Linked DNA regions of Mus musculus: regions 1 and 2 are each linked to region 3. The links are chromatin contacts, called in public Hi-C and promoter capture Hi-C maps. All regions are on one chromosome and are shown on one strand. The core of a region is the stretch at or near the end of the contact, and the rest is flanking DNA. Distances in the headings are between cores, read along the strand shown. Region 1 overlaps Xylb (xylulokinase homolog (H. influenzae)). Region 2 overlaps Oxsr1 (oxidative-stress responsive 1). Region 3 holds the start of Acaa1b (acetyl-Coenzyme A acyltransferase 1B).

Region 1 (3,879 bases), core at 276-2,775, 220 kb before region 3:
CCCTCTTCTGGACTCTGTGGGCACTACACACACATAGACATGTAGGCAACCACTCATACACACAAATCTAAAAAAAAAATCTAAACCAGGCATGGTGGTATACATGTAATCTTAGGACTCAGGAGACAGAGATAACAGGTCAGAAGTTTAAGGTTATCCTTGGCTACACAGCAAGTTCTTGGCCAGCCCGAGATACCAGAGACCCTATCTCCTCTTCTTCCTTCTCCTCCTCCTCTTCCTCCTCCTCCTCATCATCATCGTGATACTATTAATAATGGTGGTGGTGAGGTGGAGGCAGGTAGATCTCTGAGTTTGAGGCCAATGTGGTTTACAGAGTGAGTTCCAGGACAGCCAGTATTACACAGAGAAATCCTGTCTCGAAAAACCAATAATAATAATAATAATAATAATAATAATAATAATAATAATAATAAAGGATTCCTTTAAATCAAGATCAGAGCCCATCTCTCCCACAAAAGTATTCTTTAGAAAGTAGTTAAAAAGGGCAGGGAAAGCCAGACAGTGGTGGCACACACTTCTAATCCCAGCACTTAGGAGGCGGAGGCAGACAGATTTCTGTGAGTTCAAGGCCAGCCCGGTCTACAGAGTGAGTTCCAAGACAGCCAGGACTACACAGAGAAACCCTGTCTCGGGGGAATAAAAAAGCAAGCAAGAGAGTGAGCGAGCGAGAGAGCAAAAGAAAAGAAGAGAGAGAGAGAGAGAAAGCAAGAAACAAACAAACAAAAGTCATGATGGCTGATGCCTATAATCCCAACTCAGGAAGCTGAGACAGGAGGATGACCATAAATTCAAGGCCACTCTGGACTACATAGTAATGGGCCAGTATGAGTCATAGTAGATTGACTCAAAAAAACATATTTTTTAAAGATATTGTTTCCCCTACTAGGAGAAGAAAAAAAATTTCCATCCATCATTGTTTTGAGTTTTCAACAGAACGACCCATCCTCTGGGAAAATAAACGGCTCTGACCTAGGTTGCCTCAGACGCTAGAATGTGATTGATGGGGCCTGTGAGCAGGCTAACATGGAGGAGCGACCTAGGGACGCAGAGAAAACCAGAAGGCAGGAGCTTAAGGGAGCCTTGTCACACTGGGCACCCCAAAGGCAATGGGGCGGGAGCCACAGAGGAACCTCTAAAAGCTGGGGTAGGTCCCGAGGACTGACTCACAGTGGACAAGCAGGGAACAGTTGCTCACTCACAGGCTCCTGTGCCTCTCTGATGATGACTGCCCTACACACTCACGGGACAGTCAGGGAGTCAGGGAGGCCCCAACATGGAAAGTTTGATTCCAACAGAGGTGACACCCCGTGAAGCCAGTGACTTCTCATCCGCATTTGGTCAATAAGTGGAAACACATTTTCTCAGAACCGGTTCTTTCCTGTTACTCTAACACTTGCCTCTAAAAAGACTCCTTAATGGCATTCTCGCTTTACATAAGCAAAGCCTGCATTCTCCATTTCACATGAAAGAAAAGGCCACAGATGGTGGTAACATTCCAGGGGCTCAGTGTACACACAAAACCCCAAAAATAAAAGCAAAATTCCCACACTTCAACAGTCAAGCCCGACCACTGACTTGGGGTTTGACCCCTAGTGACCCATGATAACTGAAGCTTAACTTTTTGGTTGGTTGTTTTTCTGTGACAGGGTCTCACTTGTGAGTGAGCAACTGTTCCCTGCTTGTCCCCTGTGGGTGAGCAGCCCTGGGGTCACACAGACAGAGATTAAACCCTGGCTACACTCATACCCTCCTGGTTTTGGCTTATTGTTGTTGTTTTGAGCCAGGGTCTCTATATAGCCTAAGATGGCCTGGAACTTGTGTAGACCAGGCTGGCCTAGAACTCAAAGAGTCTCCCCCACCCCCACCCCCCATTGTATCTTCTCCTCTTCTTCATTCGACAAGGTAACTTGATATCCACCCGTCCACATTGGTGGACCCCACACAGGGGCACATGAGATGAGACAACTAACTCCCCCTTGGCTGCTGTAAATGAAGTCTCATGATCCTCCCTACAGCCAAGAACAGGGTCAGCCAAACAGAATGCACTTGGCTGTTCACAGCCCGTATCCATTCCAAATGGGTGGCCCCAGGTAGGCCAAGCAAGCTAGGTATGGTGGTGCACAAGCCTTTAATTTCAGCACTACGAGGCAGAGGCGGGGGGTGGGGGGGTGGGGGGGAGGTGTCTCTTTGAGTTCTAGGCCAGACTGGTCTACACAAGTTCCATGCCATCTTAGGCTATATAGAGACCCTGCCTCAAAACAACAACAATAAGCCAAAACCAGGAGGGTATGAGTGCAGCCAGGGTTTAATCTCTGTCTGTGTGACCCCAGCGCCTGTACTCTGTCTGTCAGATGCTCAGTATCTGTTTTCCATACCCTACATGATGCAAGTTTCCATGCTAGTGCCCAGAACTTCAGCACTCTGCACGTTTATCCTTAGGGGTGCAGTCACCCAGAAGCCCCTCAGAGAGCTTGGGAACCTAGCCAGGTACTTGAACACTACTACAGTATTCAGATATTCTGACTAATTTCAAATGCTGCCGCACTTAGGCTTAAGTGAAAACTCTCTCTCTTTCTCTCTCTCTTGTGTATGTGTGTGTGTGTGTATATGCGTGTGTGTATGTGTGTGTGTGTGTGTGTGTGTGTGTGTGTGTGTGTGCGTGTGCATGACCCTAGGCTTCACCAGCAGTGCCCAAAGCCACACTGAAGTCACTTCTGGAGAGACAACTTACCACAACTGAACAGGAAGGGACCGGTGAGCCCAGCTTCTCCTCCAAATGGGGAGCACAGACATCCAGACAAGCCTGGGACCAGACTTTTTCCTGGATCTGCAACAGATTCATTCCGGACCCTAAGGAAGGAAGGACACAAAAATAATAAACCTCTGGAGGGAGGGAGCTTTGGTGGCAGAGCTGGGTAAAACTGGTGGAGAAAGTCAATTCTCTGGTGCAAAGGTGTGACTGGTTCTCTGTCTTCGTCCGCTTTTTGAAAGAAGATGTATTTACCTGCTTTCCTATGAGTGGATGCTTGCGTTTGCATGTATGGATGCTTGTTTGCATGTATGTCTGTGCACCACGTATGTATAGTGCCAGTGGATTCCAGCACACAATGTCACGCTTTTGAAAATGGAGTTTCAGATGGTTGTAAGTTGCCATGCAGGTACTGGAAACTGAGCCCAGGGCCTCTCTCCAAGAGCACTGAGCCTCCTTTCCAGCCCTGTGGCTGGTTCTGTGTCATCAAAGAAAGAAGGGTCCTCTTTGAACCTAAGAGCCAGAAGGCAGCAGGGTCCATGTAAGGAAACCGTGGTGCTTCCACCTCCTCCAAATACTCCCTCAGATGCCCATCACACAGGGAGCCCGAGAGCCTGCTGTTCTGAGGCCTGCCAGGCAGCAACTGTTCCCATGCCCTGTGAGCTTTAAGGCACCCACCTGAGCCAACCTTGAGAGAGGGCAGTTCTCAGATACCTCAATCTCATGGCCCTTTCCAGGAAAAGACATGTAAGGTGGGGGTCCTTAGGATGGTAGCTTTTAAAAATATATATTATTTTATTTATATAAATAATGTATTATTTATCATTTTTAATAATGTGTTGATATATCTGTCTGTGGCTATGTGCACATGAAGGCAGGCACCCAGAGAGCCCATACGAGGCTGTTGGATCCCCCGTCGCTGGAGGTCCGAGTGGTTGTGAGCCAGCAGACACAGGTGCTGGGAACGAGTGGGTAGTTTGCAAGACCAGCACATGCTAAGTGCAGAAAGAGAGCAGAGCCACACATTTGCTGTTCCGGGTGTCACGGTCCAAGGCGGCCTCAGTAGCTGCCCAGAAGGTTCAAGTGCCTGTCAGTCAAAACATTGTTGT
Region 2 (3,877 bases), core at 408-2,907, 140 kb before region 3:
CCAATTATCTCTTCTTCCTAGTGCTGGGGTTATCAGGCCATGTCATGTAGCTTTAGGTAAACTCTAGCATTCAGCTTAGGTCCTCTTCTTTTTAATATTAGTTTTAGGTCATAAGGCCAATAACCTACTAGGTTATTTTGTTTGTTTTTTGTTTTTTGAGATAGGGTTTCTCTGGGGACCCTGGCTGTTCTGGAACTCACTCTGTAGGCCAGGCTGGCCTGGAACTCAGAGATTTGCTTGCCTCTGCCTCTCTAGTGCACCACCTCCTGACTACTTTTGTTGTTGTTGTTGTGTTTGTTTTGTTTTCATTTCAGTGTTTATATATTTGGAGGGGGACCTATAAATAATTTACAACTCACAGTTAACTTTTCACTAGACAAGACACAGAGGCAATGGGGTCCCTATATGTAGTTAGTAATAGTGGCAGAAGAATAAAAGTGTCAAACTTCACAGATGAAAAATTTGTTAGCATTGGTACAAGAACTTCTTGAGGCATGGTTTATTTATTCTATATGGATGAAGAACTGACTCAGTTGTCTGAATGGAAAGTTGTGTAAATCATAGAAATCAAGGTGAGTTTCATAAGCAAATAAAAGCCATCATTAAGAAAGAAATGGGAGGGACTGGAGAGATGACTCGGTGGTTAAGAGCAGTAGCTGCTCTTCCAGAGAACCCAGCTTCAATTCTCAGAACCCATTTGGCAGCTCACAACTGTCTGTAACCCATGTTTTCAGGTGATCCAACTCCCACATGGACATGAATCCAGGCCAAACACCAGTGCACATAAAAAATTAATAAATAAAATTACCTTAAAAAAAGAAATGGAGCGGGGAAGGTGGTGACTCAGTCCTTTAATCCCAGCACTCGGGAGGTAGAGGCAGGTGGATCTCTGAGTTCTAGGCCAGCCTGGTCTACAAAGCAAGTTCCAGGCCAGCCAGGACTACACAGAGAAACTCTGTGTCAAAACAACAGCAACAACAAAAGGGGGGGGGGAATGGTGGGGACAAATTTAAAAGCTAAAGACACAGTACAGTGCCTGTCTATCATGTGAGGCTCTAGGTTCAAGCCTAACCAATAAATTAAGTAAATAAAGTTGTGCACGACGTGGGCGTGCATAGCACTGATCCCATCCACAGGAGGTAAAAGCAGGTGGATCACTGAGTTCCAGGCCAGCCTAGTCTACAGGCAGACCCCATTTTTAAAACATGAGAGAAAAGAAGGAAGGAAGGCTTGGCTGACTGTGAAACACGTTGAAGGAGCAATCTCGTCGGCAAGGGTAGACTTGATAGGTGGTTAAGGAGATTGTTGGAGAATTAAGTGAGGGTGATAGATGCTTGCATGGCATTTGTGTCTATTCAGAAGAGAAGCGTAACTGGAACAGGTGTTATGGAGGGGGGAGGAGATTCTACGCCTCGGGAGGAGGAGGGTTGTTGAGGAGCCTAGGCTGTCAGTCTTTACTGTCCTTGGGAGTCTCCTGCTAGAAACCTCTAGAAATAAGCAGTTTCTCAAGTTACAGCTCAGAATGTAGCCTACCATGTAAAGCTGCAGCTTGTCCCCAGGCCTTCATACTGCTTGTCACTGCTGTCCAGTCCTTTCTCTCACCACCCGCCTCAGCCAGCTTCCAAGTCTGTTGTTTACAGCTCCTCTTCACCTTTTGGCTCCTCCCTTTGGCGTATATTGCCTTTTTAACTTCTTGAAACTGGAAATTGAACCTTGGCCTGATGTGTGCTAAGCAAGCGCTCTATCACTGGGTTTTAAACTTTTATAGACAGTTCTAAGGTTGAAGATTTGTAAGAGTCCTGCTGCTCTCTCAACTTCTCTAATATGAATGTAACCATAGGTCTATACCTAAGACTGAGCTATCTATTGTTGTATGGAGAGTAGTTGTCTCTAGTCTTCATTTATTTCCTAAATTGCAGCCAGAGTGATTTGTGAATATATATTTACATATATATATATACACACATATATATATATCATATACATATGTTATATATATAACATATACATCTTATATATATATATATATTATATATATATGCTAAATTTTTAATATACTCAAAATGACCCCTGGTTCCAGGGAATTAAACAATCAAGAGGGTTTCACTGTCAGTGCGGTAGGACTTCAGAGAGCTTGCTGGTTGTGCCTCTTACTTTTTGTGCCTCTCTAGTGGACTCTTTTGATTTTTATTAAGCTATTTTTCTGTTGTCATGGTATTCTTTAACTTTTTTACCAGACTGTCAGGTTTTATGAAGGTTTGTAGTGGTTAGCAGTTGGGTGTGACACAGTTGGTACAGCAGTCACTTAATAAATACACGTATGACCTGCTCAGTCAGAGGTCTCTGCAGGTCATTGTGCTGCCGTTTGCTTCTTTGCTTTTCAGCCAGGGATTCACCAAGTAACCCTGGCTGGCCTGGACTTTTCTCTGTATAGACCAAGGTGGCCTTGAACTCAACAGCGCTCTGTGCTTCCCTTCCAGCTGCTGCGATTAGAGGCATGTGCCATCATACCTGGCCTGATGCCGATTTTGTGTTTTAATCATGCATATGTTTGTGTTTCTGTGTGGTGGTAGGTATGTGCACACACACGTGGGTACCTGCAGAGGTCAGAGATAGCAGATCCCTTTGAGTTAACGTCAGTTGTGAGCTGTCCAATGGACATGTTGGGAACAGAACTCAGGTCCTCTGCAAGAGCAGCTAGTATACATTCATAACTGCTGCCATGTCTCCAGCCCTTATGCTACCAACTTTTACCTCAAGCTGGGTTCTATTTTCTTCTTGAACTTGTGGAACCTTAAGACCCTTTGCTGACTTGAATAGGAGGTAGACTTGCAGATCAGCTGTTGGGGGCTGGGAGCTTGTAGCTAGACGTAAAAGAAGAATGTTAGGCTAAGGAAAGGGAGAAATGGGGCTTTCTTGGGTATGGATGGAGATTTTCTAAGGAAGTTATTTTCTGTTCTTTTTTATGGTTCTTTCCCAGTGGTTGTCTCAGCCCTGGGTTGGGATGACATTTGACATTTGTGTGGGATTACGCTGAAGTCTGAGTTATCTTGGCAGTCTTTTGGTAGCCACCTGAGATCCACCCAGCTTGTCTGCCTTGCTGGTGTCCTGTCCAAGATTAAGGCAGTGTAACAGTTGTGCCTTAAATCGCTCTCACATATTGTGTCATACTTAAATATTACAATGGGACTGTGAATGTGGCTCAGTTCCTAAATGCTGGGTGGGATATCACTTGTCTTTAATTCCATACTGCTCTAGTTCCTCAAAGTCTGTAGGGCTACACTGAGCTCCCAGCTCCTCCCAAAGGGCTCTTCTGTCATCCTTGCCTGTCTTAGCTGTTTGCTCCTGTTGATTCTTGTAATGTTTAATATGATTACTAATTTGCCATGTACATGCTGACCTATGTGTTCCTTTTTTGCATGCACATATCTTACCTGAAGTCCTGTCTAACTGTAAATGGGCAAGTGCTTTTTTCCTTTTCCTCTCATATTTACTGAGTTTTCTAAGTTAAGGGGCCTTGCAAAAACCTCTGCTGGTGTCTTTAGGGCTTGCAAAATATATACAAGGTCTTTGGTACGAATAAATTTGCCTTTAAGTAGAAAAGATGAAAAAAATAGCATTTACTGAGCACTTCATTTATTAGTTTTAAAGATTGAAAATAAATGCTTCTATCCAAGGCTCTAAGGCATGAGCATGAATAAATGGAGAGCTGTATAGAGCTTTCCATCCAACAGATATTTATTAGAGGTGTACATGTGTGTCAGACACAATGGTAAATGCAGAGAATCCCCTTAGTTTTTGTTGAGCTTACAGTTCTGTGGGGAGGTGTGTGCAGAATAACTCGGCAGTGAGTGTAGGAGCTAGAGATGACTCAGTG
Region 3 (3,388 bases), core at 245-2,744:
GATAAGCTATGTTTTTGTCTTGGGTGGCTGTCCTTGGCCTAGCCCCATGCAGACAGTGGGCTGTGGGTTCTACATGCGTCCTAGGAACTGATGGCATCACAGGCTTCCCCCCGGGCTTCTAAGAGGTCCACAAAGGCGAGCACTGGAAGACAGTGGGGAGGGGACAAGGAAGGAGGCCTGGTGCAGCGTGCTCTCTGGGGTGTCTAAAGAGCACACGACCCTGCACTTAGGAAGTCTGTGCCCTTGGACATGGTGACAGGAAGGCTAGATCAGCCTCTGGGTGTCTAAGACTCCAGTGCTCCTGCCCTGGAAAGCACGGGCAGGTGAGTGTGCATATTATGTGTAGGGCAGAGGTTGATATTGGATGCCATTCTAAACCCCTTCCTACTCTGCTTTCTGAGATGGGGTTTCTGTCTGAACACAGTGATTTGCCTGGGGTAGGTAGCCACTTTGCCCCAAGGATCCTCTGCCTTTCCCACCTGAGCACTAAGGTCATGGGACCCTTGTCAAGCCTGCCCAGCCTTGTGCACTGGGGATCTGACCTCTGGCCTCCCACTTGCAGGGCAAGCCCGTTACCTTCTGAGCCCTCTCCCAGCCTCCTCTCCTTTCATGTTTTGGGATCCCCTGGGGTCTGAGAAAACACTGTGTAACTGCCATGGTTTGGGGCTGACCTGTCACTGTGACTGGGGAACCCGGTCTTACTCTTTAAGGCTGGTAACACATTCTAGATCCAGGAAGCCCCGGTCCATTCACTCAACAGGAAGCCATTGATCAGTTAATGCTTCAGGCACACTGCAAGGCCTTGGCAGACACCTTTGCTAAGGGGGCGAGGGGAGCGGGTGCTGCAGGGGTGTGCACTGATGAGGGCATCTCAAATAGGCATACAGAGGATGCTACATGGGACACTCTCAGAGACCTTTGAACTGCTTCTGTGCCTTGATAGAACGGGTTCTTCCAGCCAAGTACTCAAGCATCCAGCTTAGGGCCAGGGACCCAGGAAAGACGAGAGCTGAATAGAACAGGAATCAGAGTCAGGTCCTCTATCTCCATTTGCAGTGTAAAGCTGTTGCCACTGTCCCAGAAACCTCCTGACTTTTGTCTGATAGTGTGCCATGGCCATGTTTGGAGGAAGGTCTCCTGGTTCATGTTCAGAAATCCACAAGACTTTGAGGTCCTGCCTACAGTGTAGATTACAAAACGAGGAAAGTTCCAGTTTACACTTCTGGGAGGAGCTTCAAAAATGTGCACAAGCTTTTTTTTTTTTTTTAATTATATTTTAAAACATTTTCTTTTATTTTTGTAGCCCAGATTGGCCTTGAACTTGCGCAGTACACACTTGCACCATCACAGGTGTACATGGACAAACTTAAGAAGGAGGGGTTCTGAAGTTCATTGACTTGCTTTGAGAAGCTGGGAGGTGGTGGTGGGGGAAGACTCAGGAAGAGTCGCCCTCTGATTGGCTGCAGAATGGGTAGGCAGGACTTATTGAAAATATAAGGCTCCAATTGGCTCTGCCCTGTGCAAGCCCGCGTCCTTAATTCACTGGGGTGAGCGCCCAGAGCGCTGGCAAATCGGTGGGACCCACCTCCGCGATGCATCGGCTGCAGGTAGTGCTGGGTCACCTGGCCGGCCGGCCCGAGTCGAGCTCCGCGCTGCAAGCTGCGCCCTGCTCCGCTGGCTTCCTGCAGGCCTCGGCCTCCGACGTGGTGGTGGTGCACGGACGGCGCACTCCCATTGGCCGCGCCAGCCGTGGCTGCTTCAAGGTGAGGCCCCTCGGGCGGGCGAGGGGAGCAGAAGGCGGCCAGCGCGGATGGGATCCTGCCGTCGGGGGTCCGGTGACCGCAGAGTCCCCGGGCGGGGATTCGGGAGCTGGGCTCACCGCTGCTGCGCTTCGCCCTGCAGGACACCACCCCCGACGAGCTTCTGTCGGCCGTGTTGACCGCGGTTCTCCAGGACGTGAAGCTAAAGCCTGAGCAGCTGGGAGACATCTCCGTGGGTGAGCTCCCCTGCGGGTCCTGCACCGGCCCTCCCCCGCCCTCCTCCCGAATATCCGTCTCCCTTCTCACAGACTTGAGTTACTGAACGGGAGGGCTCTCGACCACAGAGGTCTGAATCAGGCTGCTCCCGATGGCCAGTCTCAAGAGTAGAACCTTGGGCGCCCCCTCATGGCACATCGGCAACCTGAGAGGCGCTAGAAAGCCTAGCACCACCAAGTAGAAGTTCTAAAGCCCAGATGTTCCAGGAGACCCCAGGAGGCGGGAAAACGCGCTTCTCTACCTACATGGACATCCTGTCCCGGGTTACAGGTGCAGATGGGTTCACCCCACCCTGCCTTAACCCCTAGGCTTTCCCTGAACTAGAACATAGTGTAGGACACAGTTTTGTCCGGAGGTGCCAGCCTGTTCCTCATCTCTGCAGTGGTGCAGGGCTTGGAGGAGGACACTTGGGCAGGTGAGCAGTTGCAGACCCGCTTCCCTCACCACAGCCCTGCTTCCCACAGCGTTCAGGCTTTGCACTGTGTCTCTTACCCTAGAGTCTCTCCCGTCTTTTCCTGTGATCAGAGGAGCATGCCTTGGCAAGCTCACTGGCGGCCCTCCAGCACTGTACTGCTGTTGGGTAGCTGGCTCCCCACTCCCCAGAGTTTGAGCCTCCACAGCCTCATGTGCGCCTCTCTCCAGAGGCTGTGATTCTTGGAGAGATCTGAAATGTCTCCTTTCTGCGGCATGTTTTGCCTTAGGCCTTGGGACACCACCTGGCACTGAGTGAAGGCTCTTCTATCCACAGGCAATGTGCTTCAGCCCGGGGCTGGAGCCATTATGGCACGCATCGCCCAGTTCCTGAGGTAATCTCTCTGGCTCCAGCTTGGTTGTCCACCGTGACTGGTGAAGGCCCTGGCACTGGGGATGTATCTGTGTGTGGTGGAAGAGCAGGTGGAATGAAGATATCGAGGCAACTAAAGTCCACTGACCTGACCTCTTCTCCATAACCTTTTCCCTACTTAGAGGGGGTGTGTCACTGGGCCGATGGCCAAGGCATCCAGGACTTGGGGACTGGGTTAGAGCTTCTCTGTGGCCTAACTTTTAAACAAAGACAACGTATGACATCCCCTTTAGAGTTAAATAATCTCATGGCTATACTGAGCAGCGTCTGCTTCCATTCTTAGCTGAGCACCTATGAAGTCCAGACTCCTCCAGTCGTTAGCAGCTTGGAGCTTGGGGCTGGGGGGGTACCCCACACATGCCTAGGAGCCCAGGAGGAGGAGACCTGATATTCTTGGCTTCTCCTGCTGGGGAAGCAGGGATTCATTCGCTCCTCTGTGGAGGCTGAGGACTCTTCCCTCAGTCCTTCCTGCTGTGTGGGTCAAAAGTCATAGCAAACTGGCCAGTGA

What was found. Promoter capture Hi-C pulls out the DNA fragments that hold promoters and counts their contacts. A called contact is a pair of places that touch in the nucleus more often than the background predicts.
Region 1: a promoter capture Hi-C map of embryonic stem cells shows a contact between it and region 3, with 2.4 times the contacts expected there. The contact joins the enhancer-like site here to the promoter of Acaa1b in region 3. A contact is called at or near these places in 10 of 39 promoter capture datasets (the 3T3-L1 cell line, cranial neural crest, embryonic stem cells and 4 more), 4 of 484 Hi-C or Micro-C datasets (the AML12 cell line, bone marrow-derived macrophages, nephron progenitors and 1 more), 4 of 115 datasets of contacts at active chromatin or transcription factors (embryonic stem cells, hepatocytes and microglia) and 3 of 9 other capture datasets (adipose tissue, liver and pancreatic islet).
Region 2: a contact with region 3 is called in a Hi-C map of liver, with 2.1 times the contacts expected there. The contact joins the enhancer-like site here to the promoter of Acaa1b in region 3. A contact is called at or near these places in 9 of 39 promoter capture datasets (the 3T3-L1 cell line, 3T3-L1-derived adipocytes, liver and 4 more), 7 of 484 Hi-C or Micro-C datasets (the 63-12 cell line, the AML12 cell line, B cells and 3 more), 3 of 115 datasets of contacts at active chromatin or transcription factors (bone marrow-derived dendritic cells, hepatocytes and stem cell-derived neural progenitor cells) and 4 of 9 other capture datasets (adipose tissue, embryonic stem cells, liver and 1 more).

Annotation. Positions count from the first base shown.
Region 1 is chr9:119,373,292-119,377,170 of GRCm38.p6, reverse strand. It overlaps Xylb (xylulokinase homolog (H. influenzae)), which reads right to left. Exons shown (of 19, transcript NM_001033209.3): 9 at 2,753-2,871. Among named protein-coding and RNA genes, the nearest start is that of Xylb, 18 kb to the right of the region's middle. Within about 2 kb of position 1,525, at least 7 of the 459 cell types and tissues checked have an H3K27ac peak or open chromatin away from gene starts, as enhancers often do. A contact at or near this core is called in embryonic stem cells, where this site is marked.
Region 2 is chr9:119,296,546-119,300,422 of GRCm38.p6, reverse strand. All of the region lies in intron 2 of Oxsr1 (oxidative-stress responsive 1), which reads left to right. Among named protein-coding and RNA genes, the nearest start is that of Oxsr1, 24 kb to the left of the region's middle. Within about 2 kb of position 1,657, at least 11 of the 459 cell types and tissues checked have an H3K27ac peak or open chromatin away from gene starts, as enhancers often do. A contact at or near this core is called in hepatocytes and liver, where this site is marked.
Region 3 is chr9:119,155,199-119,158,586 of GRCm38.p6, reverse strand. It overlaps Acaa1b (acetyl-Coenzyme A acyltransferase 1B), which reads left to right and starts at 1,494. Exons shown (of 12, transcript NM_146230.3): 1 at 1,494-1,763; 2 at 1,903-1,996; 3 at 2,785-2,842. The coding sequence starts at 1,593.